Linked DNA regions of Mus musculus: regions 2, 3, 4, 5 and 6 are each linked to region 1. The links are chromatin contacts, called in public HiChIP or PLAC-seq and promoter capture Hi-C maps. All regions are on one chromosome and are shown on one strand. The core of a region is the stretch at or near the end of the contact, and the rest is flanking DNA. Distances in the headings are between cores, read along the strand shown. Region 1 holds the start of Mrps27 (mitochondrial ribosomal protein S27). Region 2 has its middle 73 kb from the start of Gm24471. Region 3 has its middle 47 kb from the start of Gm24471. Region 4 has its middle 22 kb from the start of Gm24471. Region 5 has its middle 5.2 kb from the start of Gm35493. Region 6 has its middle 82 kb from the start of Gm24471.

Region 1 (4,906 bases), core at 1,454-3,953:
AAGATACCAGCCTCAAATTATGTCCCACTTAAAAGAAGCATTAGAATAGGGGAATCTAAAGAAAGGAAGCAGGTCACATGTCACCTAGAACTGGGGACGGGGGCTGAGGGAGTAAGAGTGACTAGCAACAAGAGATATAGAGTGTGATAAAAACATCCTGAGTTGGTTGGAAAGATGCTTGCACAATGCTGAAAGTCACACAACTGTGTACTTCAGTGAGTGAGTTGTACTGCATGTGAAGAGAAGGAACTCTAAAATAAAAGGCAGCTACCCAGAGATCATAACAGATCACACAAGGATTACAACCTGAGTTTTATGTCAGTGAAGAGTGACTGCGGATGACACCTAACTTTGATTTCTAGCCTCTACATACATGCATTCATAAAAGCACGATGCAAGCATGCATTCACACACGCACACACACACACACACACACATCTTTCTATGATGCTTTGTGCGTGTCATAAAGTCATAAAGAGCAAAGGTTTCTCCATCACTGCATACAAGCTGAGGTTCTAATAACGTCACAACCAAAGAATTTCTACAGCCAGGGGCAAAAGATGAAAGGAGATGGACACAAAGTGGAAGATCTAGATCAGACTCTCAAACTTTTTATGCATATGAGTCTCATTAAAATGCAGATAGTTTCTCTGTAGGCCCAGATTGCAGAGAGATTCTACTTATCCGACAAGTAACCCAGTAACAACATTCAAAGTGCTCAAAACACATCTGAATGAGTAAGAGTCTTCAGACTCACAGGCTTAGGTCTGGGCCTTGCCAGTCCCCCTCTGCACGTGCCATTCAAAATGTCTCCAAGCATTTTGTTTGTTTGTTTTGTTTTTAAAATAAGAAAATAATGTGATTGTGAAAATAGACAAGCTTTAGCAGCACAATTTAACTTTTAGCCCTTGTGGTGCCAATAATAAATGCTATGAAGATTGGGCAGATCATACACCTCTGTATCTTTTTCATCATACACAAAATGAGGGATACCACCTATCAGCAGGGTGGTTAAGGCTCACTAATGCCTGTCTACGAATTATGGTACCCAGTAAGTTTCCTTCCCCTGTCCTTTTCACATACCTGTTGTTGCTCTATCTCAGTTCATTTTTCTTCTATCTTTTTGATCATTTGGGCTGTATTCTTTCATCCTATTTTAAGTAGACTATGTAGAAGTCTTAAAGTGTTGCATATACTGACTCATCTGTCATGAATTTGTACAAGCTGAGTACTTGAATTAGGGTATTTATACACTGATGTACTTATATTGCCTTCCTATAGCCTCCATCTGTGGTCTAATGCAGTGTCCAAAAAACTTCTGTAGAAATAAAAATGTTACATTTTAAATTGTCCAAGACAAAAGACATCAGCTACATGGATGTACTGACCACATAAAACACTAACTGCCGTGAAGAAACTTAGTTTTTAATCTTATTTATCTTCAACTTAAATTTAAATAGCTACAAGTACTAGCAACTACCAAGTTGGGATAGCTTCAGAGTATAAACTGCCAAAGTAAAGGTTCTCTCAAGTTGCTCTGTGTAGTTTCCATTCCTTTGTTACAATAGTTGCCCCAGCCATTATAAGCAACCAACTTACTCTCCTGTATCTACTAGTGTGGGTCTTATGAAACTTCAAAGAATTTACTACCAATCACAATTAAATATGCCAAATAGCTCTACAAAGCACTCTTAGTGCCAAATATTGTTCGTATCAATTTGTCAAATGTGTGATATGAAGTGTTCTTGCCAGGTAGTTCAAACACTTTATCTTTAGAAAACTCTTGAGGACAACTGTGGAGTTTTTAAATGGCTGTACACTTACAGGAGTGAGAGCAAGTGAGCATTGCTTCTCTTTTTGTGACTGGTGTTAAGGGAGTCTGATTGAAAACAAGCAGCATTGCAAACATCCAAGTGTGGTTAGTTCATTTTACTTCTGTTATCTGGCACATCTTCAAGGATTACGAGATTGTAAGCACTACAAACTCGGGTTTTGCAAAAACTTCAAAACGTATTTTCACCATTAGGTACCCTAAAAAGGCTTTGAGTGATTATGTGATTCAACTCAAGCCATCAAATCGCTCTGCTTGTTTACCTACTGGTGGAAAAAAAAAAAAAAAAAGAAATGTCAGGCAGAAGTTGTGGCCAAGGTCACCAGGTAAAGTGAGGCTAGTGTTGAAAAATTCTTTCAGGAGATGAAGACCAAGGGTTCGGGTCATCAAGTACAAGGCAGTGAGGGAAAACTTTTGCCTGATGACCCTCCAAAGAAATCTCAGGGGAAGAAAACTGTTCTAGCCCACGGAGTGAACATATTTGGGTTTTTCATGATCACCAAGAAGTCTACTAATTTAATACATTAAACTTGCAAGACATACGCAGAACCTCATGCTACAGCCTTCCCCTACTTTTCAAAAGTTTGGAATGGCGGGTACTAGCCTTAAAGAAGAGGGATTATTTTTCCTTTCTGGGTTACCAATACCCTAAACGGCTTCTCTAGCAACCGGATCCCAGACGCACTTATGCGCTTCCTGGAAGCCCATCACCCCCTTCCTTCAATAAACAGCGTGCTGGGAGGCCTAAATGGAGCTGCAGCTCCAAGGCAGCAGCCACCAACCTGCGAGGCAAAGGCGAGACGCGTCTAGTCGCCGAGCCAGGAGCATCCCACACCGCACCATGGGAGCCGCCATCTTGGAGCGCACCAAGTGGAAGGCGGGCGTGGGGGGACAGGCACAGAGCCCGCCTCCGCCGGAAGTGGTCCTACCACCTCAGAGGTCCCCCCTGCCCGGGTCCCGCAGATGGTGCAGCCCGGCCCGGAACAACATGGCTACAGTGTTTCGGCCCCTGGAACGCCTGCGGGTGCCGCGTCCTTCGCTGCATCCCGGGGTGACGGGCTCAGGCTCCGCCTGCTGCCGCTGCACTCTCGGAGGTACGAGCGGCCGCACGCCTGGAAGGAGGGAGGGTGGAAGAGAAGGGAGCGTGAGCCCACCGCGGCCTCTCTTTTTGGAGGAGGCTCGTGCGCCCTTTCCCTTTTGCTGCACGCGTGAGCAGCCCGGTTTGCTTCCGGACTGTGAACCCCTCTGCTCTGTGCCTGGAAAGCAAAGGGCAGCTAGGGACTGCACTTGCAAAGGTCCAAGTTGCTCTTCGAGAACATACCTCAGTCGTCGGGTGTCCTTTTCTGCAAGGTTTTGGTGCGGAGTTTAAGAGATGGGAACCCAAGCTGTGCTGCTTACATTCTCAAAGACTCGAGGCAGGCGTCCTCATCCCCCAAATTATTCCTTACCGCCTTTCTGAAGGCGTGACTGCTATTGATAATAAAATTATTATAATGTGGGCGCGCACACACACACATAGCATCCAGTGACAGAGGTACCCTTCTTCATTTACAGAATAGGAAGTAGACAAGGTTGTCACTCGCCCAAGGTCACAGGGAGCTGGCAGATGCTGTATTTGAACTAAAGACCCAGATCTGACAGCGTCACAGGACTGCCTTTTCATAAACAACTATTTTTGTTACTACCTTACTGTGTCAGATCTCAGTGCACGGTTCATCTGTTTTTATCTCATGCACAGCCAACGATGCAGAAGGGTACATTCCAGACTTGCTGATCTGTGGTCAGTGATTTCTGATCTAGGGTTACTGAGTCCAGATCTGAAAGGCTATCTTCAGTGCCGAAGTTTCAAAACTGGAAGTCATGATATAGCTTTTCCCAATATTTCATGTTTCTCCCAAAATAAACCAAGCAAAAGTGTGTGTGTGTGTGTGTGTGTGTGTGTGTGTAGGTGTCTGCAGTGTGTGTGTGTGTGTGTGTAGGTGTCTGCATTGCTAGCCCCCAACTAGATAGCAAATGCCCATTTGTTCTTCATAGCTCATCTTGTCAACCAGTCTTCACACTCCATCAATCCCTACCTCTTTCAAATGTAAGACTTGCATTCAATACTTGACTGGAGATGTTTGCTTCTCACCAGGGATATATAGTATTTGTACCTCTCTGGATGGATCCTTTAGAGGCAACCATGCTCTTATTTGCTGCGGGGGAGGGGGAGAGCAATCAAAATGACTTTATTTTCTTTTTCTACTTTTTAGCTAAAAGATACCTACTCACAGATAACATTGTGAAGTTAAAGGAATTTCAACATAAGAAGATAGCTATTGCATATAACCTACCTGGCACCAAAGGTAATATCTGTTTTATTAATTCTTTAATCGTCTGTCATTCATATTTCTCCTTTGTCTCTATTCACTCTTTCAAGACCTATCTCATAGAGAGAAAAAAGACAGAGTGACCATTAGTTTCCTCATCAACCCTTTCTCTCAGACTCTGGTACTTCAAGTCCATGGCTCTTCCTTTAGCCCTGCCCCTAGGAACCCCACGAAAATAGTGATATTAGCCCTGTGGCCAGTCATCTAGATCTCTGCTGCTCAGAATATGATTTGAGGACCATCATCAGCATCAATTGGGAGATCGATAGAGATAGACTTGGAAAGGCAGCAGATTGGAATAGACTACATAGTTCAAGAGTCCAGGCTTTCAAATGTTGATTAAGTATACCGTAGACCTGTGATATACTTGTAGGTCAGTAAGACCATGGTGTGGTAGTACATTTGGATTTTTCACACTTTAGAATCTAGGATTTACTTTGAAAAGCTCACTGTATTTAGGCTACACAGAAGAATCAAAATTAGCAAACTTGGCACCTGTTAAGACTGATTGCCAGATGAGGGTCATTATACTGGTTTTTTTTTTTCCCTCCTACTTTTGAGAGATACTTAAGGAGTTAAAAGTGCTTGCTGCTATTCCAGAGAGCCTGAGTTCGGTTCCTAGCACTCACATTGGGTGACTTAGAACTGCCTATAATGGTCTAGCTTCAACTCCTCCGTTGCCCTCTTCTGGTCTTTGCAGGCATAA
Region 2 (4,906 bases), core at 1,308-3,807, 420 kb before region 1:
AGTAGTCATTATTCCAGCTCATATGTATAAAATATTTACAGGAATCTTACTATTTTCATAATAAGAGTTTTGGTTGACATCACAGATTGTAATATCTTGTCTGAAGAGCCACCTCTTGGTTCATGCATCTTCTTTTATTCCATTTTCCCTGGTTACTTGTAGACAAAGAATAGCGGACTCCCGAGATCTGTTTGGTTTTTCTCGTAACTGGTGTCATGCTGATCTAGGGTTACTGGTGCTGCATCCTTTTTCATAAGCTATTTCTGGCTGTCCCTTTTCATGTGTAGCCCTTATCCTCCATTTTTAATTGCAGTCTAATGTACAAGTTCCTACTTTCTTCACTCCACCCCTCCCTCTTCTCTTTCTGGGCCACAACTCTATTGCTCCTTTGCCAAAGCCCACCAGCTCTGCTTTTGCTAAGTCACAGTCAGTACTTTGAGCCTCTGAGATGTGTCCGAACTCCTGCTTCACCCAGTGCTCTGTTTATTGATGATTTCCTTTTAGTATTTTCTAATCTTTAATTAGCTTTGAGGTGTGGTAGCCGAAGAGGACTTGGGGAGAAAAGTCTAATACGGAGCTGTAAAGTTAGTGAGCTGGTTAGGTCATTCCCAGTCTCGACTACTGCAGTCTATATATAGAGGTGCACATCCACACTTAATGCGTGGAACTCTGTGTCCCTCCCAACTGGGCAGGGTCAGTGTATTCTCTGTCACACCGAAGCTGGAATCCAGATGCTTTGATCAAAGGAGGAGTCATGACAAGAGGATCTTTGCATATGTTTCATTGTTGGACATGTCTCCCTGGTCTTCTGCAATCATCCATGTAAAAAACATTCTAGAAACTTTTCAGGAATGCAGAAAGATTGAGGCCCAGAGAGTAGACCTAAAACCAACCTGTGGCTTAAGGATCAGGTGAGGAACAAATGCTGATGATACAGGTATGGACAATAGCACTGTCCCTGAATCATGGTCACTGCATTATGGCCACCAGAGAGAGAGAAGCTTCTCAATTAGATACAAAATATTTCATAGCACCCTCATCTTCCTTTGATTTTCTAAAAGGATTTTGAAAGACAAATCTTTCTTTCTTTTCTTTTTCTTTTTTTAAAGATTTAAAGTACTTAAAAAACACAAACCAAACATGCAGTCTTTGGCACCATGTCACAAATCTTAAAGGTCAAATTTCCCTTGTCTACATTTAATGTGATGAGGGAATGTGTTGGAACCAGGCTACCTCTCCTCTCCCTATCCTGCTCTGTCGACCGACCTCTGTGCTGGTAAACACCCAAGAGCACAGAGCACAAGAGCACAGAGCCAGGGTAAGGAGCCTGTTGTCTGCACTCTCACAGCCCAGGGAACACTAAGTAAGTGTTAAAATCCACTCGGTGGTGGCACTGATCCAGCCTGTGTTACGGGGAGTCTTGAGAGCACAGTGGTTCAGATTTCAGCCAACCCCTGTGCTCAGGGTTTGAAGCAGAGATTTGTTACATAAAAACTAAGGCTCTGGGTAACCACTTACCTCCGTGTCCTTGTGTGTAAGATGATGACAAGAAGAGACTCTTTCTCAGAGGTTTGATATGAGGGTCAGATGAATTCCTCATGTCTGCTGCTTATGCTTTGGGCACAGTGGTGGTAAATAGTATACTATTGTGTTTGGTGCGGCAGGAACTCAATTGTTAAATTTTCTTCTTGAAGAATCTTACACATGCATGTAATGAGGTTTGGAAGAAAGGGGGAAATCAGGATTAACAGCGCCACAGACTGTGTTCTGCACAATAGTAATTTTCAGCAGATGGCATCCTCGATGAAAAGTGATTTCATTAAGGAAAGGGTTTACCCTGTGCTAGGTGAGGCTCCTCTTTCCAGCCTCAGGAGTAAAATTTCATCAGAAGGCCCAGCCTGGAGATCAGCACGGCTGATGGCAGTGTCTCTGTGGGGCAGAAATGGGACTCAGTGGATCCTGAAAGACGAATTGAAGCTAAGGGGTATGCTTTTTGCAGATGGGACTGGACGGCAGAGCCCAGGTTAAAGTTTTCTGATTCCTTCTGTTGCTCATACCTCTGCTTCTAGCCTACTGCTGAAGACTTGGTAGTGGGTGGCTTTCTCCTCCTTTAGCTGATTGTGAGGAGGGAGGCCCTTTAACCAGGGCTATACTTTACATAGCACTCTCCAGATGATAGAGTTGGTGCCGAGATAGAGTTTAGAGAGTAAAGCAGGGTGAACAATCTACGGACACGGTACCGGTTACAAAGTGGATGGATGAAATGGACAGGGGAGCCACTAGGAAAACAAACTTCCTTTAGCTCTCAAATCCCTACTGCGTTACTGTTTCCTCTGTGAGGTCCATGGACAAGCCGCCCACCGAAGCCCAGACAGGATCTACCATTCCCAAGTCTTCCATTTTTAAAGTGAAAGTGCAGGTCCCTGCTGGGTACTTGTGTCATCTGGAGAATGAATTTATTCATTATCATGATTTTACAAGATGGGAGAAGCCATAGGCTCTTGCGAGGGTGGGGTTGGTAGTTGCCCAAGGCTCTGTTAACCACAAAAAGTGTTTCTTCATGATGGGTGGATCATCTGTGGTCGCCTCTGCTCTCCTAGTGTCTGCTGCCTTGGAGCCAGGGCTGGAAACAGGAGCTTGCTAGAAGGTGTTGGAGGCTGGGTGGGAGGGGTAGGCAAATGTCTCTGTGTACACCCAAGAGGACTTCAGAACTGGGGGACAATGACTTTTGGGTGAACCCTTAAATCCTGGCTTCATTCTTTTTTCTGTTTATACAGAATAAAAGTTAATGGTGTAATCTTATGTCACAAGGTTGAAGGGAGATAGAGAGGGAGGGGTTGCTTTCAGGATGCACTTTGGGATGTGAAAGAGAAGTGAGAAGGAAGTGGGGGGGGGTAAGAGGAGAGGGGAAGCATCTAAAGCTCGGGCCTCCTCTCCTCTGTGGAATTGAGAGAGACACTGGAGCCCCTGGAGCCTGCCCTCTCCTGCACCACCTGGGCCTCGCACAGTGCTTGGCAGCCAGCTTGGCTCATTAGCATTTCACAGCCAAGGGGCAGCTCACAGGATGTTCTCTACAGATATTTCGATTGCTGGATTAAAAATGGTCCCAGGGCATGGATTAAAATAATCCCAGGGCATTCCTGGCCCCTATTCTTCCATATGGCCAGGCAGAGGCCTGACTTCTTCATTCTGAAGAGGGTTTTGTCAAGGTCAGATGCCGATGCAACACCGGAAACGCTTTCATCATACCTGTCCCTCCCCTGCCTTTCCTGCCTATTTTCCCTTTCTTCCTCTTTCCCTACAGGCTTTGCTTTGTTCTATTTTTCAAATATACTGATTGCTGGAAGAGAAACAGAGCCCAGGGACCAGAAACAGTGCACCTCTGCAGGCCAGACTCTGCCATTCTGAGACCAGATGCAAGAGATGTCCCTGAACGATGAGCTTCTCGTGCTAATGGAATGCGGTTGTCAGGGACATCTGTGCATCCATTTTCTCTTGCTGCTCCACAAATTTAGTGATTTAAACCAGCTCCAAGTAATTTCCTCTCCGTTCTGTAAGTCAGAAGTCTGGTCACAGCATCATAGACGGATCCTCTGTGGTGTCTCTCTGATGTGGGCAGGCAGTATTTTCTTTCTGGGAGCTCTGGAGCTGCTCTGTTTCTTAGAGAATCCAGGCTCTTGGCTGAGTTTATTTCTTTGTGACTTGGGTTCCTAGTTTTGTAAGACTCTGGGGAGCCTTAGCTTACCGGGGACCCCTTGGAGTGAAACACGTGGAGCTGGAATCGATGCAAAAAGCAAGAGGAATTTATTGTTCCAGTGCACTGGGGTCATCCCAGACCTGAAGGAGAGGTGACACCCCCCAACACCCTTTCGGTGAGTTTTCATATGGTTTCCAGGGGCAGAATAGAGCATCAGCAACTAGGCACAATATGATTGGCCAAACAGTGCACCCTTTAAACTGATTGGTCTTTAGGGAATGAGGTGACAAGGACTTCCATTGTCTGAAGGTGAACAACACAGAGTCCTGGAATGTGTTCCATCCAGCTGGTTGGTTCTGCCCTGTTTTCTGAGAAATGATCATTAGCCTCAGAGGGGCAAGTGTTTCATGACCTTCCCCAAGTTCCTGAGCTGACCTTTTCAGTTTCTTGATGGCTGCAGACTCTCGGCTTGCTAAGACTTTGGTCTTAAAGTCTCCCCTTTCCAGGTCAAGCTTTCCATGTAGCCCCTCCCGCAACAACAATGAACGCCCTCTCGTGCTTCCAACCTCTGACTTTACATTCCTGCCGAATCTCTCAGGCCTCTAACTAGAGGAAGTTCTCTGCTTTGAAAAATGTTCATAATTAGAGAATCTAGGGTAATTTTCCATTTTAAGGCACGGATTGATAGCTGCATTCCACCTTAAAAGGCCCTCTTATTACTGTAGCAGATGCACATGCTGAATCTATGGATTCAGGTTAGACGTCTGGGAGGGGGAATTTATTTTGTCATTCAAGACATTATAAATAATTCACCAACTGCCTTAAAGCCCAGAGGTGGCACATTGCTGCAACCTTTTCTGAGGAAGCCTTACATTTCCACTCATTGATGGACAGGGCCAGCTAGAGAAGAAAGGATTCTGAAGCCATAGGCAAGGGTGGGCCAGGGAGAGCTTTGACCCTCAGAGAATCAATGTCTTCTTCTGAAGCCCAGAACTTCTAGATCTACCTTTTCACTCAAGATGGCCACAGGGACATGGAGAAGTGACGTGAGTTGGCCAATGTTGATGGGCCCCAGAGATAAATGTGAAGTCTGAAGGGGGCTTTTCAGAATGTGAAAACGGTTGGCCTGTTTGCACTGAAGAAATAAATAACTGTTTTTCTTGGCATTGTGTGTTGACAATGATGATGGTCTTTCTATAGAAATTTATA
Region 3 (4,906 bases), core at 1,286-3,785, 390 kb before region 1:
TGAGTTCTTAGAGATCTATTGATGGGGTCCTACTACCTGGGAGCAATGGCTGGGAGCAAGCACAGCCTGGGCAGGAGCTCAGTCAATGAAAACACACAATTCACTTCTGCTTTTGTATCTCCAGTCACACAGCAGCGAATCTGAATGGTCTGATTCATTCTTATTGCTTGCTGTATCTGTGTTGTATACCAAGGTCCCTGCCCTTTTAGAACTTGCATTCTGGGGGCAATAGAAAACAATATACAATAAACAAATAAATATGGTAATTTCAGATTCTATTAGGTTACAGGTTGGCTGCTATTACAGGGAATCAGATGATCATGGCTTAAGCAAGAGAGAATCTAATTTCTTTCTCATATAACAATCTGGAGGTGAATAGTCTAGGGTTGGACTGGCAGCTGTCTGGTGTTAGGAATCCGGGGTCCTTCTACCTTGCTGCTCTATTGTAGGTCTGGGGGGGTGGTCAGCAAGGTCGAAGGTGGATTACCACATCTTCGGCTTTACATTAAGATAAGAGAGGAAAGGATGGGGATGTGGATACGTCCCCTGCTCCCTTTCTTCTCAGGATACAATTTGGGGGTTCATTACTCCATTCATATTCCATTGACTGGTACATAGTCACATGACTATTCTAGAAGTAAAGGGGTTGAAAAAGGTAGCCTTTTCATAAGAAACCAGAAACAAACAAACAACAAAATAAAAAACCCCATAGAAAAACTCGAACCCAGCTATTGTTTAAATAACACTTATTGTGTTTGTTCTCTGATAGTTTCAAAGAGGATATCCTGATTACCGTAACCCTCACTCTTTCTTCCACGCCGTCATCCATCCTCCTCCCCACACCCTCACTCTCTCTTCCACCCCATCATCCATGCTCCTCCCCACAAGTCCCTTTACTACATTTGCTCCTTGCTTTGTTGTTTGTTCGGGGACCCATTGAGTTATGTGAGCATAGCTTTGGAAACATTCACTGTAGGTTCATGGACTCCTTCAGAACTGAAGACAGTGATTACCCTCAAAATCCAGCTGTTTCTAATAGCTCAGCAGAGAAGAGTAGGGCCCTATGAGCCCCTTTCTGATCCATGATTCTCTGATGATAGGGCCTAGACTTATTGAGACCCGTTGCAAGTCCCCACCGATGCTGTGAGGTCGTTCCCAGGAGAGCACCGTTTCACAGCCCCGTTTGTTATCCTCCTGCACTTACATTTTCTTTCTGCTTCATCTCCCATGAGAGCCTCAAACTTTAGAGGCGTCTTAGTTTGGGTTTTATTGCTGTGAGGAGATACCATGACCAAGGCAACTCTTATAAAGGAAAACGTTTGATTGGTTCTGGCTTATAGTCTCAGAGATTTAGTCCATTAACTCATGGCATGAGATTTAATCATGGCAAGAAGCAAGGCAGCATGAAGGCAGACATGGTATTGGAAGAGCCAAGAGTTCTATATCTTGATCTGAAGGTAGCCAGGAGAAGACTGGCTTCCACAGGCAGCTAGGAGGAGGCTCACTTCCTCACTGGGCAGAGATTGAATATAGAGACCTCAAACTCCACCCCCACAGTGACACACCTCCTCTAACAAGGCCACAGCTCCTCCAATAATGCCTTACCTCCTAATAGTGCCAATTTCTATAGGCCAAGCATATGCAAACCGCTACAGGACATCTTGGTTAGGGTTTGGGATGCAATTATTTTTAGCATCTTGACCAGCCCTATGTCTCTGAGTTCACCACCTATGTTTATTACAGAGTTTCTAATTATCTGGAAGGGTAGCTTGTTTGTTTATTTGTTTGTTTGTTTGTTTGTTTGTTTTGAAATAAAGCAAGAAGAAAACAGCTTCTGAGAGGGCAACCAATGCTCCTAGCACAACTACAGCTGCTGTCCTCACAGTGTCAACAGGAGCACCGTACAACCATAGAGATTGGAAAAGGGTTTCCTTGTGATACAGAGGCACACCACTGCTGTCAGGCAAGACTCTCTCGGCAGAGAGATCAGTGTCAGTTTCTTTAAACATAAAATCCTAAGAAAATATCCAGTTGCAGATGATAGAATGTGAGAGCTGTGTGGTGACTTAGCTTTCTGTGGCTGGAGAAAACAAACAGCTCAGAAAGAGGAAACAGGTTTGCTCTGGCCCACAGTCTGGGAAGACTCACTCATGGTTGTTTGGCCTCTTTCCTTCGGGACCTGCCATGGGTGAAGCAGCAGATGGTGAGGGCAGCATGTGGCAAAGTTCTTTACTTTATGGCACAAAAAAGAAGAAACTGAGGTCCTGCAGTCCCCTTTAAGCACATGCCCCAGTGATGGAGCACCCTCTTGCCAGGCCCCACTACCTTCCAATGGTGCCATGGGCTGGGGACTGCCATGGGCTTTTGAGGAACATTGAACACTATAGCAAGTGAGATTTTCAGAAGCCCAACGTATTCCCTTTCTGACTCATCCTTCAGACACAAAATGAGGAGGTGGTGTGCAAAGAGTGTGGGTGGTAAGTGTTGGGCAACTTATCACAAGTGTGCCAGAGGGTGTTGTGAGCTAGTGTTGGAACAGAAGCCAGAAGTTAGACACAACTCCTCATGGAAAGTCTTCCAGACCCAGGTAACAGCAGATGGAAAGACCTAATACTAAGACTGGTCCTCATGGCTCTAGAAATGAAGTTTCCCAGGGCAGATGACTGGTCATGAGCAGAAGAGGAAAAGAGGAGGGAGAGCTTTCACACTCAGCCCTGTAGGGAGCTGCAGAGTCTGTCTTCTTCCTCTAGCCTCCAGTGGTTGCCTCTGGCAGCTTTTCTGAGTTGCTCCAAGCTAGAGCAGTGAACAGGGACCTGGCGTCAGCTTCTCAGTTCATGATCTCCTCCTTTGTATCCACTCATTTTCTTTATCTGCTTATGGGATAAAACTCTTGGGCTCCCTCGCACACCTTCCTCCAAGGGCTGTCATCAGGATGAGATGAAAGAGGAAGCATGGGGATGTGTGTCACAGTCAAGGTTAAGTTCTGGAAGAGGAGGCACAATGCCTGAGCCAGTAGGATCTGGACTGTCATTCCCATGGTTGTGTTTGCAGCTTGTGAGTTTCCTTAGCATCCAGGTCTCAGCAGAGATCTTGACTTTTAATTTTGAACACCTTTTTGTTTCTCAAAATATTGACTAATCATGGCTTTGTTTGTTCTTGTCAAAATAGGTTGCTTAAAGCTGGGCATGGCACCGTACCCCTGATCAGCACTTGGGAGACAGCAGGAAAATCAGGTCAAGTTCATCCATCCTTGGTAACACAGCCAGTTGTAGACCAGTTTGGGTTACATGAGAGTCTAGTTCAAAAAACCTAAGCCACCAAACAACCAAACAACTAAACCACCACCAACAAAGCAAGTTCTTAGGTATTTTTAGACGACTCTTGTTAGAGATTCTGCTCCTTGGTCTGGAGTATGAGTTGGTTAAAAACTTAGGCCTTCTGCTTCTTTTTTGAATATGAATACAGAAACAGCTTCACCCAGAAGCCACCATTTGCTGAATTTTTCACACCAACCTGAACATACCTACTGTTCGTGCAGTATGCTCTCTCCTGGTCGCATGCAGAATTTTGTTTAGCTGAGGTTCTCTGGGACCATTTTGCATGAATATTATTTCCATTCCAGGAGTAATTGGGAGTGGTCAGACAACTTCCTTAATGACTCCAATTGCAACCCAGTTTTCAATTATTTGCATATTCACTTGCATCGTCCTATCCACTCACTCCTCTCCACCCATTCTTTCATTGAGTGTGACCTCCCTGCCCATGGGGGGCATTGTTGGCCAATATTGGCCCATGCGGGCAAATGGAACAGAGATCGTGGATGGGAGGAGGGGGTGCCAGAAGTCCTGTGAGCATGTATAGTAATGAAGACACCCCGGGACTAGCTGTGGGGAGGCAGATCAACTTTACTTGAAGTGATTCAAGGTTATATAGTTTTGGGTTAAGGGGGTAGGAATATCCAAGGTGGGCAAATGTCATTGGCTGAAAGCTTAAGGTATCGAGATGCCTCGTTAGCATAGTGAGGCATTTCAGGAAATCTCAGGTGTTACCTGAACAGGTTCTTACTGGGAGAAAGGAAGCTTAACCTGCAATCTAAACTAAGGTTATAGGACACTCTGCAGGTAGAGGTGTTATGGGTGAAGGTCAGAGAAGAGGCCCCTGATAGTAAAGGGAGACCTCCATTTTATATTGAGCCCTGAAGGCTATACAGACACTGGGAAACTTCAACCTTAATTAGCAGGGCTTTTTCCACTGTTGAATTTTTGTCCTTTGAGATAGAATCTTCTGTAGCTCATGCTGATGTCAAGAATGACGTCACCATACTTACGCTTGCACTTTCCATTGTGCTGGAGTTAGAGGAGGGCCCTGTCAGCATGAGATCCATTGAGCATCTTCTATAGCCAAGTTTCATGGAAGTATGAGGCACACTACAACTACAAAGATGATGAAAAGCTTGTCTTTGGTCCCCTGAGGTCTGGTCCATGTGATATCATAGAGCAGGGCTCTGGTGGCCATGAGAATGAAAGGGAAGGATGGCTGCCCAGAGGACACTCTGTACTCAGGACTGGGGCAGAGGGAATTCTTCTTATAAGCTAATTTATCAGAATTGAAGCCTGAAGCATAAAGGGGTGAGAGGGAAAGCTTTCTGAGTCGAGGGAACATCGAGTACAAAGCTGTTTCAGGGTAGAGAATTTGGCAGGCTATGGGAACTGCAATCTGTTTTAATAGATTTAGAGCACAGAACACAAAAGGGGGCAGAGAGTGAAAGAAATGATGCCCGTAGGAGGGAATGTGGATAGAGAATCCTATCAGTCATGGCCATGAGTTTGGGTTCAGAGAGTTTAAAGCAGAAGAGGGGCAATCAGAGACTCAGAGTTTGGAAGCTTCTTCCAGCCTTGGGGGAGAA
Region 4 (4,906 bases), core at 1,754-4,253, 330 kb before region 1:
TCCTATAAATAGGGAGGAAAAGCTAACACAGGTTGTGTTAAGATTTATCTTAAAAACAAAAGTGCAAAACAAAATAAACATTTTTACCAGCCTTTTTTTTTTTTTTTAATTTATACGGTTGGGCCATCCCTGTGCATTTTATTGATAAGAAGATTGGCATTCAAAGAGAGAAATGCAACAAAACAAAATAAATAAACAAACAAAACCTCAGTAGATTAGCCTAGCTGGAGAGTGGCCAGGAAGGACTGCAGGCCAGTTTTGCCTCTGCAAAGGTCAGCCAACTCCCACCCCTGGAGCCCACACTCTGCAGGATGTGCAGGCAAGGGGCCAGAGAAATGATTTTATTTCTACCTCTTGGTAAAAATAATTCTCCAATTTTACAGACACCTAGAAGACCACAGGCTCAAGGGTGAAAATAAAGCTGGCCTTCTGAAAGAACAGATCTCATCAGACAATCTAGTTTCTCTTTGCCCTGGAACTGGGGGACTGGTTGAAGCAGCCTGCTGGATGAGGGTTAAATTGGGCCAGGCAGGACAGCTCTGTGAGTGGAGAGTTCCCTTGTCAACTTTGGTCCAGGTGTCTGGGGAACTTCCTGAGCCTCTGGCACCCCCAGGGTGGAAGTCATTCCCAGGGAAGATGGCAGAGCGAAATGAAACGTGGTGGCTACAGCAGCTGAGCCCCAGGAAAGATTTCACTTGCTCTTTTTTGTCTTTAATACAAGACATTTCCCACGATGCTTCTGTCCTCTGCCTGGAAGTAGGATCCAGCTTTCCCAGCCATCTCCAGTCCCTGGAAATGGTATCTCCCTTGATGTCAGAGGTACATCATAGGGGATTTTGTCACAATTTCCTGCAGCCCACTGTTGATACTGTCCCTTTGACAAGGACTCATGTAGCCCAGGCTGGCCGTGAACTCACAATGTAGCTGAGGATAGCCTTGTACTCCTGATCCTCCTGACTCCACCTCCCATATGGAGGGATTACAGGCACACGCCACTAAACCTAGGTTTGCCCTTTCATGTATTTTATTAAAAAGTTTTTTTTTTTCAGTCAGCCACTCAATAAACATTGAGTACATGGTGTTGGCTGCTGGGAATAAAAGAAAGCCGCCACCCTGGATGCTCCCCATGTTGCAAGGAAGATGCCGTGAATCCGTTATGGCAAGCTGTACAGTGTAAACTGTGACTGGGGTCAGGCTCTGTGTGCAGTGAACGGAAGACGCCCAACTTCATGATGGACAGCCAATAGTAAACAATTCATTTCCCTAATTACCAAGCTTTAATTAATCGCTGGCAACGGCCCAGTCCCAAGACAAGAGTGAGTGAGGTGGGGGGAGAAGGTGGGCTGAGGCTGGCGGAGAACGTGAGGATGGACTTTAGGACTGGAGTCTGAAGACGACCTCATTGGTGAAAAGGGGTTTTTACTGACCAAAATAATTTGAAGCATGAAATGAGAAAATGCCAGGGAAGACTGTAGCACAGCTGCCCTCCTCCCAACACACACACAGTGAGCCAGGGATGACTACAACACACACACACACACACACACACACACACACACACACACACACACACATACACACAGAGTGAGCTCCATCACTATAGGATCTTAGGATGCTTGACTGTATGAATTCCAGTTCATCTCGCTGTAGAAATGATGACTCTGTCTCTGGTCTCCACTTGACCCTCACTGAAGTGGTCAGGGGTCTCTGCTTCTCCAGGATCTGAACACCTCAATCTGTGGCCTCCCTGGGAAGCCATTGCTGCTGGCAGAGCAGCTGCTCCCATAAATTCTGATGTTCTCTTGCACAGGGCTCCTGCTGTGTTAATCAGGAAAACTGCATGCATGCAGCGCCAGGAGTAAACATGCAAGGTCTTACAAATTCGTGTGAGGAACACAAAGGAGGTGCCGCCTGCTCTCCCGGTGGCTCCCACTTGAACCCAGGCCTCATGAGCCTGCAACACTGGGAAGAACAGATCTTATTGGCCTTCTCCAAGGCAAAGAGAGCGTGCTGACAAGCACCAGTTGGGTGACACCCACAGGTTCCCACCTGCAGCAGCCTGTGCTCACACCTGGGTAGGCTGCTCCCTCCCAGTCCCGGTTCTGCCTCCTGCAGTGACCACCTACACTGGCTTCCTTTGGGTTAGGATGGAGGGGATGAAAGGGAACGGCAGAAAATGAGAAACATGGAGAGGGATGCCTGCTAGCAATCCAGACTTCCATCTTCTTTTTCTATCCATACCAGGCATACCAAGAATCCTCTCTGATTAACTAAAGACATCAAGCATGGATACAGTGGCTAGTTTCTCCTCACACACACCCCCACTCCCCTCCCTGGTAAGATTTAGCATCTTCTCATATCCCTTTACCGGTAGATCAATCCATAAGGCCTTAGCTAATGTGTAGAAGTCACTGGTGGTCCATCTTTGGTAACAGAATGTCTGTATGACAATGTGTGCTGATCTTTATGAAAGAAAGATGGAATGTGCTGGCTCCTGCATAGGGACAGAAAGAAGGGAAACGTCTGTCAGGACCCTGCTTCTCCCAGGGCTGTTCTCAGAGCTGCTCCCCTCTCTGGTGCTTTCCCATGATGCCTTTCATTCTCCTCCACTCTTGTCTTGCTCTCTGAAAACTCTCCAGAAGACCTGTGGGTTTCTCTGGCTTGAGGTTAGGCCCTGTGCCTGCAGTTCACAGCTCCTCTTTCATCTCTAGCTCAGCGGTGGCTTGAGCTCCTCACACACTGTAAGGATCAGAGATAAATCAGCATTAGTCCTTGTCACCCACAGAACTATGCGTGTGAGTGACACTGGACACGAGAGAGCCCTGCCCATTTCTCTCAAGGTCTCCCTTCTATGCCTGGCTCCTCTCCATCCTCTCAGGACTCCAGCAGACACTGAAGGGCCACGTCATCTTTCCACGCCTCACAGGCTCTCTATCTTGCAGACCCAAGCAGCCCTAGTCATGCTTGCATTTGGTTTGTAATAGAAGTTTTGGGAAGTGCCTTCTGCTCACAGAGGGAAATCACCAGAAGGGACTCAAATCTGCTTCTCAAATGCATAGAGAGCGAAAGTCTCCTCAATGGAATGGAACTAATCACAGCAAATTGGTTTTTCTGGTACAAACAGTCTCTCCAAATATGCTACACAGTTTCTTGGTTGGAGTAAAACAGAATCCGGGACTCACCGTGCTCACTCCTCCATTCCCAGCACAGCATCTGGGCAGCTGTGTGCTCTTAGGGTAACAGGGCTCATCTGGCTGTGCGGAGGAGTTCAGGAGACTGCAGCTCGGCAGGGACTGACTTGGGCCGTCTTCCCATTTGCAAAACATTGGTGAAGGTGGTCTCAGGGGTCCCAAATGTCCCCACAGACAGGTTTCCTTCAGAGCCCTGGCTGAGCCTGCCATCTATTGCTAAGCCCTCCCAGAGCTGAGCTGGGAGATGGACATACAGTTTCAATTGACACAAAAGAGCCAATGGGCATGACCCATTCACTTCAAGGGGCGTAGTTGCAATTAAAAGAAAAATTTATTGCTGGGTCGTGGTGGCCCATGCCTTTACTCCCAGCACTTGGGAGGCAGAGGCAGGCAGATCTATGTGAGTTCGAGGCCAGCCTGGACTACAGAGCAAGTTTCCAAGACAGCCAGAACCATTGAGAAACTGTCTTCAAACAAACAAACAAACAAACAAACAAACATCTATCATCTGTTATCTATCATCTTTCTATCATTTATCTATGTAGATATGTATAATGTTAAATGAATAGTTATAAAATACACAATATAACAAAATCATCCTTCTTGTAGATATAGGTATACATAACTGATAGCACTTTGCATCAAGGCTGTGCACCCTCTTCCTGGCTTTCTATAGGTGCCTACGAGCATATGCATTGTTTATTTCATAGGACAATAATTAGAAAGCTGGCAGGCTCAAAACTAATCCCAAATGCCACAGCTTTGGGAAGACAAAATTATTGATTTCAAGAAAATTTAGCTCACACTAGCTAAGCAGCCTGTTTTCCTCTTCCCGTATCCCCTGTGACTTTCTCAGTTCCTTTCCAAGCCAAAAGCTGATTTTTTTCCTATAGGAGTTATATGTTCATACCCAGGAAAATAACACACCAAGGACTAGATGCCTGGGCTTTAGTGTTGCTTACTTCTTTCTCAGGGGTCTCAGGACAAGTCCTCTGCCACCCCACCCTACCATCTGAGCACCCTGCCTCAGGGCAGGGGCTGGCCTATGGTGGACATGGTGTAGGTTCCGATTGGAAGATCTTTGTGCCACTACAAAGCAGAATTGCTCTCTCCACGTGACTCCCCTTCTTTGAGGCTGCATCTTCTCATGGGGTTAATCACACCAACCGGTGTCTTAGGGAGCCTGAGTTAATTGCTTTACAATTATCAGGAGCTTACGAGGTACTTCACCACCATAAAGCATTACATCTAATTATTGTTCATAACGACAAGGTAAAGGTTTGGAACTAAAGAGGGCTACCATGGCAACATTAACACTCCCTCCCCCTCACTCGCGCGCACACACACACACACACACACACACACACACACACACACACAGAGAGAGAGAGAGAGAGAGAGAGAGAGAGAGAATTAAGTACAACTCATAAACCGGCCATGTTACTGGGAAAATACTTATTTTCCTAAGCGATGATGAGTAGGTATGGGAAGGATTCTTTTAAGTGCTTTAGCCAGACCTCCTCCTCAACCTGGTGACACTCACAACCTGCTGAACCCCAGCCAAGGCCTCACTCGCTCTGCTGCAGCAAAATCGTTATCAAGCAGACAGCTTGAGGATGCTATGTGTGACTTTTTAAAAATGGTGTTATAGTTTGTCAGTAAGAATAGTCCAAGGTGACTGAGAGTATTCTATTAATAAACCAAAGCATATCCCT
Region 5 (4,906 bases), core at 1,425-3,924, 280 kb after region 1:
ACTACTGTTAAAAATGCGTTACCTAAGTCATTATGCCAGAACTCCACCTTGGGATCCCAGAGAGATGAGAGAAGTAGCTTGTTGTGTGTTGCTAACGCAATGTCTGAGCATGCCCATCCATCCGGGTATGCGGCTGTCACAGAGGAGGCAAAGGAGAGGCAGAGCCTTTAAAAAAGCAAATTACTATGCCATGTATTTTATATTATATTTTCCTGCCCTGCTTCTTTAATCAGTCTAAATTGAGAGCTCTTGTAATTCCCTAGAATCAGCGCATAAGCTCTCAGCATGCTCAAGGGCTGCCGGGCGTGCAGTTTCTCTATCCTTCCGTAGGTATTCATTTCCAAAACTTCATTACCGACCCACACGTGAGTCATTCCCTCCCATGCAATCCACTTAAAACGCCCACCAGGAGAGAAAGCACAGAAAATGCTGAGCCTCCTCATTTGATATGTTATGGACTTTTCAAAATGACAGGGGAGAGGAGGGACCAACAGGGTCCCCCGTATGAAGCCCACAGAAGACGCGGACACATCTGATCCTTACCCATCTCCTGTCTCAGGAGGTGCCCTGAGACTCCGCTGTATGCTTCATGAGGGGGAAGGACAGTTGCTGAGGGAGAGTAGAGATGGGAGAAGTTGCTTCTCAGGAGGCTAGAAATCAGAACTGGAGACTCAAGAAGCATCCCATGGGCCATGTGTAAGCATCTCTGGTAGGTACAGCAGACCTGGGCCCGGAGAGGTCACACAAGTGTGCAAGTGCATTTCCTGTCTAAGCCTGACGTCCTAGTTAGTTTTGTTGTCAGCTTGACACATCTGAAAACTCCGATGAAAAAAATTGCCTCCATCACATTGGCCTGTAGGTGTGTCTATTAGTGTTTTCTTAATTGCTAGTTGATGTAGGATGGCCCAGGCCCCTGCTGCAGATGGGCATGAGCTATATAAGAGAGGTAACTGAGCAAGCCAGGGGGAGGGAGCAAGGCAATAACCAGCCTTCTTCCATGGTTACTGCTTCCAGTGTCTGCCTTGGCTTCCCCTGGACCACAACCTGTAAGATAAAATAAATCACTCCTCTCCGGCTTGCTTTTGGGTTTTATCACAGCAACTGGACTAGAACGCTTGAGGACCTGAGTTCAGATCCCAGAACCCACAATTGATTTTTTTTTTTTTTTTTTTTTTTTTTGCTTTCATCCCCAGTATTACAGTAAACACAATAGTAAAAAAAAAAAAATCAATTAAGGTCCTTTTGTTTCAAATAATACCATCTATTTTGGAGTATGGTTTGAATGAGTCCCCCGGGATTCATGCCCTGAAACTCTGTTCCTCAGTACAGAAGAGTTGGGAGGTGGCAGAACCTTTACTGCAGTCTAAGGGGGATGAAACTAGGTCCTTGAAGGCAGGGCCTTCATAAGGCATCAGTGTGAATTCCACAGGAAACCAGTTTGCTCTCAGGAGCAAGTTCTGAGAGCTCAACTCCTCCACCATGATTTTCCTTTAGTGTGTGGCTAGTTCCTTTTCCATCTCTCTATATGTTGTAATGAAGCTAAGGGGGCTTCAACAAGATGGGACCCCCCAAATCTTAGACTTCTTGGCTTCCCAATTTGTAGTTACATGCACCTCTTTTCTCGACAAAGTACCAAGTCTCTGGTCTTTTGTTGTAGCACAGAAATCAGACTGAGACAGTAAGGATGAAAGAAAGGAGGATCTATTTTCTTGAACTTCTGGCTTATCTCCATATTGAATGGAGAGATAAAGAAAGGAGTGAAAATAGTCTTCTTAATGATCCAAGAGTTGTAAATCTCAGAGAGCAGGAGCCAGGGCAACAACAACTGTGCCCCTTCCTTCTGGAAGATGTGAATGTATAGGCTGGTTCCCATGGTTGCAGTCAGTGGTGGTCTGCATAGATGTGGCCCCCACAGACTCACCTGTTTGAATCCTTGGCCCACAGAGTGTAGGAGGTTTGGCTTTGTTAGAAGAAGTACTTCACTGTGGGGGCGGGGCGGGCTTTGGGGTATCCTACACTCAAGCTTCACCAAGTGTGGAATTCTAGTCTCCTCCTTGCTGCCTGCAGATCAAACTGTAGAACTCTCAGCTCCTCTAGCACCATGCCTGCCTGGATGCTGCCATGGTTCCTGCCATGGTGATAATGGACTGAACCTTTGAAACTGTAAGCCAGCCCCAATTAAATGCTTTCCTTTATGGGTGTTGCCTTGGTCATGGTGTCTCTTCACAGCAATAAAAGTGTATGAGTCCATATGTGTAAGTTAGGCTCAGGGTTGACAGAGGACAGAAAATATAACCAAAAAGGCCTTAAAGGAGAAGCTCACTGTATCCTTCTCACCCATATTGTATTGATTTTCTGGATGCTGTGATAAGTACCTGACAATATCAACTTAAGGAAGGTGGGGTTTGTTTTGGCTGGCAGTTTAAAGGTACCTTGTATCATGGTGGACAGAGCCAGAGGCCACTGGTCAGGGAGCAGAGAGAGGTAAATGCTAGTGTTCATCTCTCTTTCTTCTTTTTATTCATTCTGGGCTTGCAGTCAGTGGAATGGTGCCACCCACATCCAGGGTGGGTCTTCCTACCTCAGTTAAACATCTCTGGACAATACACTACAGATACTCCTGGAGCTGTCTCCAAGCTGCTCCTAAACCTGGTCAAGTTGACAATCAAGATTAAACATTAGTCATAGCCATACCGATCCCAAGTTAATAGGAAGTGCCACAGTCACCAGAAGCCTGCTTTGCCTTATGTCTGCCTGCCCTGCCTTCCTCAGCAAGAGGCTTTAGCCTCTAAACTGCCTCACAATCCATGATAGCTACCAAAATTCCAACAAGTGACTAACTCCACTCTAGCCAGAATCAAAAGAAAGAACAAAGAGGCAAGTGGATGTGTTTTCCAGCAGTCAGCCCAGTTTTAAATTATTTTCCAAAAAGCCCTACTTGGTGGCTTTCAATAACACCCACTGGTGACGCCTAACAGTAAGGATAATTAGGAACACATGGCCCTCTAGAGAGGAGAAAATGGATTTGGGGCGGACAGGCCACAAAATGCCTATGACACATTTTGTCTCTTAGAAGGCTGCTGCCACCAAATCCTCAATGACACTCTAGTTCTTGGGCTCTGTGACAGCAGAGATCCAACCCCAGCCCACCCAGCACTGGGTGTACTTTGAGAAATGTAGAGTAACTGGCCAAGTCAGAATTGATATTTCAGCTTCCTGTCTGGGCCGGTGCCCTGTGAAGACCTTGAGCTCGAACTCTGCAGCCAGTCCCACAAAACCCAGAGGAAGCTCCATTCACAAGTGCTCTAACATGCCCAGGATCATAGGATCAGTGGTGAGGAGGACACAACATCTGCCCAAACACTGGGAGTAACTGGTACCAGCGGGATCCAGGCACCCAAGAACTCCACCTGACCAGTGGTACAGGTTGCTTCCAGTCTGAGCTGGTGCCCTGAGCAGACCTTGGGCTCGAACTCCATAGCCAGTCCCACAACACCCAGAAGAAGCTCCACTCCCAGGTGCTCTACCATGTCCAGGACCACAGGACCACAGGATCACAGGATCCCAAGATCCCAGGATCCCAGGATCCCAGGAGCTTGATCACACCAGGATCTCAGGGTCACAGAGGCAGCTTGACTCCCAGGAGCTCTGACACACCCAGAATCTCAGAATCACAGGATCCCAGAGACAACTGAACTCTGAGGAGTTCTGACACAACCAGGATCACAGGAAGGACAGGCTCCAGTCAGATATATCGAGGACAGGTAACACTAGAGATAATCAGATGGCAGGAGGCAAGCATAAGAACATAAGCAAAAAACAAAACAAAACAAAACAAAACAAAAACAATAACAACAACAACAACAAAAAAAAAACATAAGCAACAGAAACCAAGGTTACTTGGCATCATCAGATCCCAATTCTCTCACCATAGCAAGTCCTGGATACACCATCACACCAGAAAAGTAAGATTCAGATCTAAAATCACTTCTCATGATGGTGATAGAGGACTTTAAAAAGGACATAAATAACTCCCTTAAAGAAATACAGGAGAACACAGGTAAACAGCTAAAAACCCTTAAAGAATTACAGGAAAACATAATCAAACAAGTGAAGGAAATGAACAAAACCATCCAAGACCTAAAAAAAGAAATAGAAACAATAAAGAGATCACAAAGGGAGACAACCCTGGAGTTAGAAAACCTAGGGGAAACGATCAGGAGTCATAGATGCAAGCATCACCAACAGAATACAAGGGATAAAAGAATGCAGAAGATACCATAGAAAACATTGACACAACAGTCAGAGAAAATGCAAAAAGCATGAAGCGCCTAATCTAAAACATCCAGGAAATCCAGGACACAATGAGAAGACCAAACCTAAGGAAAATAGGTATAGAAGAGAGTGAAGATTCCCAACTTAAAGGGCCAGTAAATATCTTCAACAAAATTATAGACAAAAACTTCCCTAACCTAAAGAGATGCCCATGAACATACAAGAAGCCTACAGAACCCCAAATAGACTGGGCCAGAAAAGAAATTCCTCCCGCCACATAATAATCAAAACACCAAATGCACAAAACAAAGAAAGAATATTAAAAGCAGTAAGGGAAAAAGGTCAAGTAACATATAAAGGCAGACCTATCAGAATTACACCAGACTTCTCAGCAGAGACTATGAAAGCTAGAAGATCCTGGGCAGATGTCATACAGACCCTAAGAGAACACAAATGCAAGTCCAGACTACTATACACAGCAAAACTCTCAATTACCATAGATGGAGAAAACAAGATATTCCATGATAAAACCAAATTTACACAATATCTTCCCACAAATCTAGTCCTACAAAGGATAATAAATGGAAAACACGAACACAAGGAGGGAAACTACACCTTAGAAAAAGCAAGA
Region 6 (4,906 bases), core at 1,717-4,216, 260 kb before region 1:
GGCCGGAGCTCAGCCCCCAGTACAAGAGGAGGGAGGGGGACCAGTCATGGGGGAGGGAGGGGAGCCTGAACAGAAAGAAGTATGCATCCTGCCCTTTATGCAGAATTCTACTTTCATAGACTACTTTAATGCCTCTGTCTTATTATTAAGTAGGTTTATTCCGGTGAAAACAGTTGACTTCTATTTTTTTTTTAACTTGGGTTTGTAGCTCAACGAGCTATGTTGCAGTCCCAGAAAACGGGTACAGCCTGTCTCTGCTTCTGATTCATGGCGTGCATCAGGTCCCTACGCTTGCAAAAACCCGGGAACACTGTTAATGGCATTTTAATAACAGAACATTTTAGCAAAACAAGCCTGGGGTACAGAGTGAAGCTACGGGGCGTACTCCACCTCCGCCGCCAAGTCAGATAAAGGTTTCTACTTTAGGGAAACCGGGGTGCTGCTTTTTGGATGAGCTTAAGCTGACAAGCTCCTTGCTGTGCTCACGGAAGCCACAGAACTCTTGGAGTTTGTAGGACTGGCAACTGGGAAACCCTCAAAAGATCAGAGTGAGTCTCCAGCAAGGAAACGCTGCTGCTTGATGCAGTATCCTCCATTTCTCATCGATCTCGTCTAGGATCCCTTTTATTTGAGACAATGCGGGCCTGCTCTTCACGGGCAGACAGATGTTCTGCCCACAGGAATGGACAGGTGCAGACTGACAGACACCAGCGCTGACTGAGCCACCCTGACTCCTGTAACTCTGACAAGAAGGAAGAAATGGGGCTGGAAGGGTATCAGTTTAGAAGGGTTTGTGCTTCCATTTCTCCCTAGAGCAAAGGCTCTCAACCCATGGGTCCTGACAGATTCATAACAGTAGTGCAATTACTGTTACAAAATAGCAACAACAAAAATTTTTATGCTTAGGGGCTACTACAACATAAGGAACTATATTAAAGGGTTCCAGAATTAGGCACTTTTAGGGCAGAACCTTGGAAGGTCTGATTGACCTAAAATTGTCCTGTGGGTGGGTTGCTCTGACAGTAGTGAGCTACAGCCTCTTGCTTCAAACTACTTAGTGTGTGACATACCAAACCAAGATGAGCCTGCTGTTCACTGTTTACTGGGCCTTAAAGGTCCCTCTCTGTGACTGAGTTTCTTTCTGGACATACTCAAAGAACATAGGCATGGGTTCTTGCTATCTGTGAGAATCGCCAGTTCAAGAGTCGTCCATGTATTAACCGAAAGTCGAATTTTCTATTAGAATATAAGACACATAGTCACAACAGTTTACTTTTGAAAACATTTTTCTAACTCATAGGTAGCATGCAGCTGTCCAAGCAAAAAGAAAAAAGATAACAGTTAGACAGAGCATGAAGGTACTAAAGATATGGGGGTGGGGTCACAGACATAGTTGACAAATCTCTCTCTCTCTCTCTCTCTCTCTCTCTCTCTCTCTCTCCCTCCCTCTCTCTCTCTCTCTCTCATGTTCCCACTCCAAGATGAACTTTTGCTCCCCCCACTCCCAATAAACCTCTTATGCTACATCTGTGGTATGCATATGTGGTATTGGTCCAGACCCGCCCAGATATCTTTCGGTGCCCAATCCTAACAATCCCTTCTAAGTTAAACACTCCATTAATACCCTGAAGTAATATTTCATGAAAATAATATGAAAGGGCTACCTGGCACTAAAGTTGATTTGGACCAATTGACAATCATGACTAGGCTGTGATTCCCCTCAAAAGAAAGAGCAGCCAGGGGACTTGGCCTTATGGGACCTGTGACTTATTAGAGGCAGAGGCTCCTTCCATCTGTGGCGCTGGCACCCTCACCCAGAGGCCTGAGGTGATCTGGAGTCACTGTGCTTGTCGCCAGCCTGAAGTTACAAGGAGACAAAAGCCTGGCTGTGTACCAAGTAGGAGGAACCAGACACCGGAGGAATGGCTCAGCTGTACAAGAACACTGTGAGACAAGGGTTTGGCATGCTTAAGGAGTGTGCTGGTGACCGTGTCCTGAGCCTGGCTGTGGAAGCTACTACCAGCCAGTGGCTGTCACACAGGGACATGGGCACAAACACCACACAGACAGGAGTCTCCTTGAACATACCTAGTCCCACGACACAATTTCTTTCTTCACTTCTGAGCCCACAGATTATCCAAAGCCTTCCAATTTCTTCAGTTGCAGAGTGAAGCCTGCAAGGGGGTGGGGGTGGAGGTGGGGGCAGAGTACTGAAAGCCATTTCATTTTCTAGTGTTCTCTGGAAAGCACGTGCCTGACAGGAGCAATCAGAAGTCATAGTAGCCTAGTATACTGGGCCCTGATAAACACTCTAAGGGCTCCTGTCAGAAATGCCATGATCCAAGCTATTTATAAGGCAGAGACTATCTGTTTCAGAGAAGGAGGAAGAGGAGGAAGAGGAAGAGGAGGAGAGACTCTTCTCTTGTGTATGACCTTGAACTGACCTCTAAGAGGAAGACAATAAGTAAGAGTCTCTAACAGTGAGAGTTCCTGAGCCCCCAAGCCCCTCATAAAGTTCTCTTAGGGGACCTGAGGGGCTTGAGGAAGGCCGGCCTGAGCAAGCCTTGAGTCTTCGTAAGCAGCATGAATTTTAGGGAGTTCAGAGGAGTGAGTCCCTTCTGTACTTTCTGCATGAGAGCAGAGCATAGGGATATAGGTGTGTGGGGTGCAGGCTGGGAGGTACAGATGTGGAGGTGCAGGGGTAGGGGTGGAGATGGGGGTAACAAAACCTGACCTTGCCTCATGAAAGAAAGTAAAAAGACAACACAGACGGCTTCTGCATAGCTGGGATTGTTTCCTGTTGGCTGTGCAGAGGGAGGAGAGAGAAGAGAGGGAGGGAAAGAGACAGAAGGGAAGAGAAGAAAGAAGGTGAGGAGACATGTAAAGCCACAGATGGCTCCAGGGTCCTCTTCCTTCCTGATCTGAATGTCCAATAGGAGGCTTGTTCTGCAAGAAGCCATTACTGTCCGGAAACACTGTGACGCTGCAGTTTCTATAGAGACGAGCATCTCTCCTAGGAAATCAGGGTACATAGAATGCCAGCGACCAGCTAAAGGGGTTTTTCATTGTGCTTCAGTTCAAAAGGCCTCTCCCTGAGACAGCTGCTTCACAGCAGGCAGGAGAGAGCTGGCTATTCTACCCAGGACCTGAGAATGTGGAAGCAAGATTTGAAAGCTATTCACAGACTAGAATAGGGAAAGGCAGGAAGAAAGGCTTCCGTTTCGGCACCAGATTGGCCAGTTCCCACCTGGCTCTATTCTGTAGCCCACATCATTTCTGCATAACCTGTAGACTGATACCTTAGAGACACAATACTGCCCCTGCAAGACCCCTCCCACCAGATTATAAAAAGCAGGGAATGTCAAGAGCTCAAAACCTGTGGATTTGAGAGTTAACACTATCAACCTGTTCCACTAGCATAAACTAGTTCTTCTGTTCACTCCTCCCTCTTCATGTTAGATACACTCAAAGTCACCCCTCAAGACAATGTTTATGTCTTAATTCAGTAGTTCTCAACCTGTGGGTTACGACCCCTTGTGTGTGGGGGTGGGGTGGGGAGGGGGCAGGGGAGTGTCAAACTACCTTTCCCAGTGGCTCCAACACTAAGCATCATGAAAGCTGGGATATGTAACTGTATAGTTGAGCCAGTGGCTTCCATGACCGAACAATGGCTGTGCTTCAATAGCAAGATCAGAATGAGGAGAGGAGACGACTGGTGGGCTCTGCTCAGCCTTCCTTCCTCTTCCTGTGCAGTTCTCCTGTTTCCAGCTTAACCCCAGCTCCCTGTTAATTGGCCCCAGGTGGTGCTATGCTCGAAAACACCTCACCCTCATCTCTTTGGGACAAAAATAGCTCTAATCCATAGCCACCTTTGCTGCTTATCTGTGTTGTAAGCACATCACTGTGGCCAACTCGGAGCTAGCAGCATGATGACCAGCGGAGCTGGGGAGAGAAAACAGGAATTTGTCATTCTAGATTTCTGTCACCCACACAGATAAGAAGAACAAAACCACTCTCTGCCGCAGAAACTGTAAGAAGAGCAAGGCAGGGATGACTTCTAAATATTTGTTCTTTAACATAATTTAGTTAGTGGTAAAGCCCATTTAAGTTTTGCAAACAACTGACTTTTGCAACCTCGCTGGAAATTAAACAACCAGCCTTTGCTGATCACTGTACACTAGCACATCACCCTGTGCTTTTATTGTCACTGTGACCAAGTGAATGAATGGCTTAAAGAAAGAAAGGAAGATTTACCTGGCCTGTGGTTGCAGTCCACTTGCCGCTCCATTGCCTGAGGCAGGCCCTCATGACAGTGGAGTTTGTGGAGGAAGAGCTGACTCAAAGGTCAGTGAACGATCTAAGACAAGCCACAGCCCCCAAGGACATAGCCCTGGTGACCTCTATCCCAACCACCTCTTGTTCCATTGTTCTGCCATCTCCCAACAACCTAGTCCAATTTTAAACCACCATTGAATTAAGCCATCTAAGGACACTCCCAGGAACATGTTTGACCTCCTCCTAGGTGTCCCTCAGTCTAATCTGGCTGTCAATCAATATTAGCCATCACACTGCTCTTCTGTGAGTCCCTGGGCCTCCTGGTCATGCTCCTCACGGGCTGTGATCCCTGAGCTATTGGTGTGAACCGATGGCAAGGACTCCTTCTCCCATGCTGGGCTCCTGGCTCTACTAAAGCAAGACTGATGCCTGGCCTTGGTCAAGATGTCTGGAACACAGCAGGTGTTCAGTAAGTATTTGGAACTTTGGAGGAGTGTGTTTGGAACAGTAAAACTGGCATCAAGTCAGCATGTATGTTCGTGTGTAGATCCATAAGAAGTAAATAAATTGGCGAATCCTGCTTTTGACGTTCTTTTCCTTTGGCCCGTGCTTCTAGTTTCCCTTCTCCAGG

The links. Promoter capture Hi-C pulls out the DNA fragments that hold promoters and counts their contacts. HiChIP or PLAC-seq counts read pairs in DNA pulled down with a chosen protein or histone mark.
Region 2: a contact with region 1 is called in a promoter capture Hi-C map of hippocampal neurons, with 4 times the contacts expected there. The contact joins the enhancer-like site here to the promoter of Mrps27 in region 1. A contact is called at or near these places in 4 of 39 promoter capture datasets (cranial neural crest, embryonic stem cells, hippocampal neurons and 1 more), 1 of 15 datasets of contacts at CTCF or cohesin (embryonic stem cells), 4 of 484 Hi-C or Micro-C datasets (cerebellar granule neurons, cerebral cortex, embryonic fibroblasts and 1 more), 3 of 115 datasets of contacts at active chromatin or transcription factors (astrocytes, embryonic stem cells and fibro-adipogenic progenitors) and 1 of 9 other capture datasets (embryonic stem cells).
Region 3: a contact with region 1 is called in a promoter capture Hi-C map of hippocampal neurons, with 4 times the contacts expected there. The contact joins the enhancer-like site here to the promoter of Mrps27 in region 1. A contact is called at or near these places in 9 of 39 promoter capture datasets (the 3T3-L1 cell line, the C10 cell line, cranial neural crest and 6 more), 1 of 15 datasets of contacts at CTCF or cohesin (embryonic stem cells), 4 of 484 Hi-C or Micro-C datasets (cerebellar granule neurons, embryonic fibroblasts, myocytes and 1 more), 2 of 115 datasets of contacts at active chromatin or transcription factors (craniofacial prominence and embryonic stem cells) and 1 of 9 other capture datasets (adipose tissue).
Region 4: a promoter capture Hi-C map of hippocampal neurons shows a contact between it and region 1, with 3 times the contacts expected there. The contact joins the enhancer-like site here to the promoter of Mrps27 in region 1. A contact is called at or near these places in 3 of 39 promoter capture datasets (the C10 cell line, hippocampal neurons and stem cell-derived epiblast-like cells) and 1 of 9 other capture datasets (pancreatic islet).
Region 5: a FOXA1 HiChIP or PLAC-seq map of pancreatic cancer cells shows a contact between it and region 1. The contact joins the enhancer-like site here to the promoter of Mrps27 in region 1. A contact is called at or near these places in 3 of 39 promoter capture datasets (the 3T3-L1 cell line, the C10 cell line and hippocampal neurons), 1 of 15 datasets of contacts at CTCF or cohesin (the NIH/3T3 cell line) and 2 of 115 datasets of contacts at active chromatin or transcription factors (embryonic stem cells and pancreatic cancer cells).
Region 6: a contact with region 1 is called in a promoter capture Hi-C map of hippocampal neurons, with 2.6 times the contacts expected there. The contact joins the enhancer-like site here to the promoter of Mrps27 in region 1. A contact is called at or near these places in 4 of 39 promoter capture datasets (cranial neural crest, embryonic stem cells, hippocampal neurons and 1 more), 1 of 484 Hi-C or Micro-C datasets (myocytes), 4 of 115 datasets of contacts at active chromatin or transcription factors (embryonic stem cells, large pre-B cells and pancreatic cancer cells) and 1 of 9 other capture datasets (pancreatic islet).

Annotation. Positions count from the first base shown.
Region 1 is chr13:99,342,583-99,347,488 of GRCm38.p6, reverse strand. It overlaps Mrps27 (mitochondrial ribosomal protein S27), which reads right to left and starts at 2,703. Exons shown (of 11, transcript NM_173757.3): 1 at 2,614-2,703. The coding sequence starts at 2,686. Ptcd2 (pentatricopeptide repeat domain 2) reads left to right here and starts at 2,811. Exons shown (of 10, transcript NM_026873.2): 1 at 2,811-2,925; 2 at 4,084-4,176. The coding sequence starts at 2,820.
Region 2 is chr13:99,762,617-99,767,522 of GRCm38.p6, reverse strand. No RefSeq gene overlaps it. Among named protein-coding and RNA genes, the nearest start is that of Gm24471, 73 kb to the right of the region's middle. Within about 2 kb of position 2,557, at least 29 of the 459 cell types and tissues checked have an H3K27ac peak or open chromatin away from gene starts, as enhancers often do.
Region 3 is chr13:99,737,165-99,742,070 of GRCm38.p6, reverse strand. No RefSeq gene overlaps it. Among named protein-coding and RNA genes, the nearest start is that of Gm24471, 47 kb to the right of the region's middle. Within about 2 kb of position 2,535, at least 2 of the 459 cell types and tissues checked have an H3K27ac peak or open chromatin away from gene starts, as enhancers often do. A contact at or near this core is called in hippocampal neurons, where this site is marked.
Region 4 is chr13:99,668,283-99,673,188 of GRCm38.p6, reverse strand. No RefSeq gene overlaps it. Among named protein-coding and RNA genes, the nearest start is that of Gm24471, 22 kb to the left of the region's middle. Within about 2 kb of position 3,003, at least 3 of the 459 cell types and tissues checked have an H3K27ac peak or open chromatin away from gene starts, as enhancers often do. A contact at or near this core is called in hippocampal neurons, where this site is marked.
Region 5 is chr13:99,065,424-99,070,329 of GRCm38.p6, reverse strand. No RefSeq gene overlaps it. Among named protein-coding and RNA genes, the nearest start is that of Gm35493, 5.2 kb to the left of the region's middle. Within about 2 kb of position 2,674, at least 13 of the 459 cell types and tissues checked have an H3K27ac peak or open chromatin away from gene starts, as enhancers often do. A contact at or near this core is called in pancreatic cancer cells, where this site is marked.
Region 6 is chr13:99,607,696-99,612,601 of GRCm38.p6, reverse strand. No RefSeq gene overlaps it. Among named protein-coding and RNA genes, the nearest start is that of Gm24471, 82 kb to the left of the region's middle. Within about 2 kb of position 2,966, at least 43 of the 459 cell types and tissues checked have an H3K27ac peak or open chromatin away from gene starts, as enhancers often do. A contact at or near this core is called in embryonic stem cells and hippocampal neurons, where this site is marked.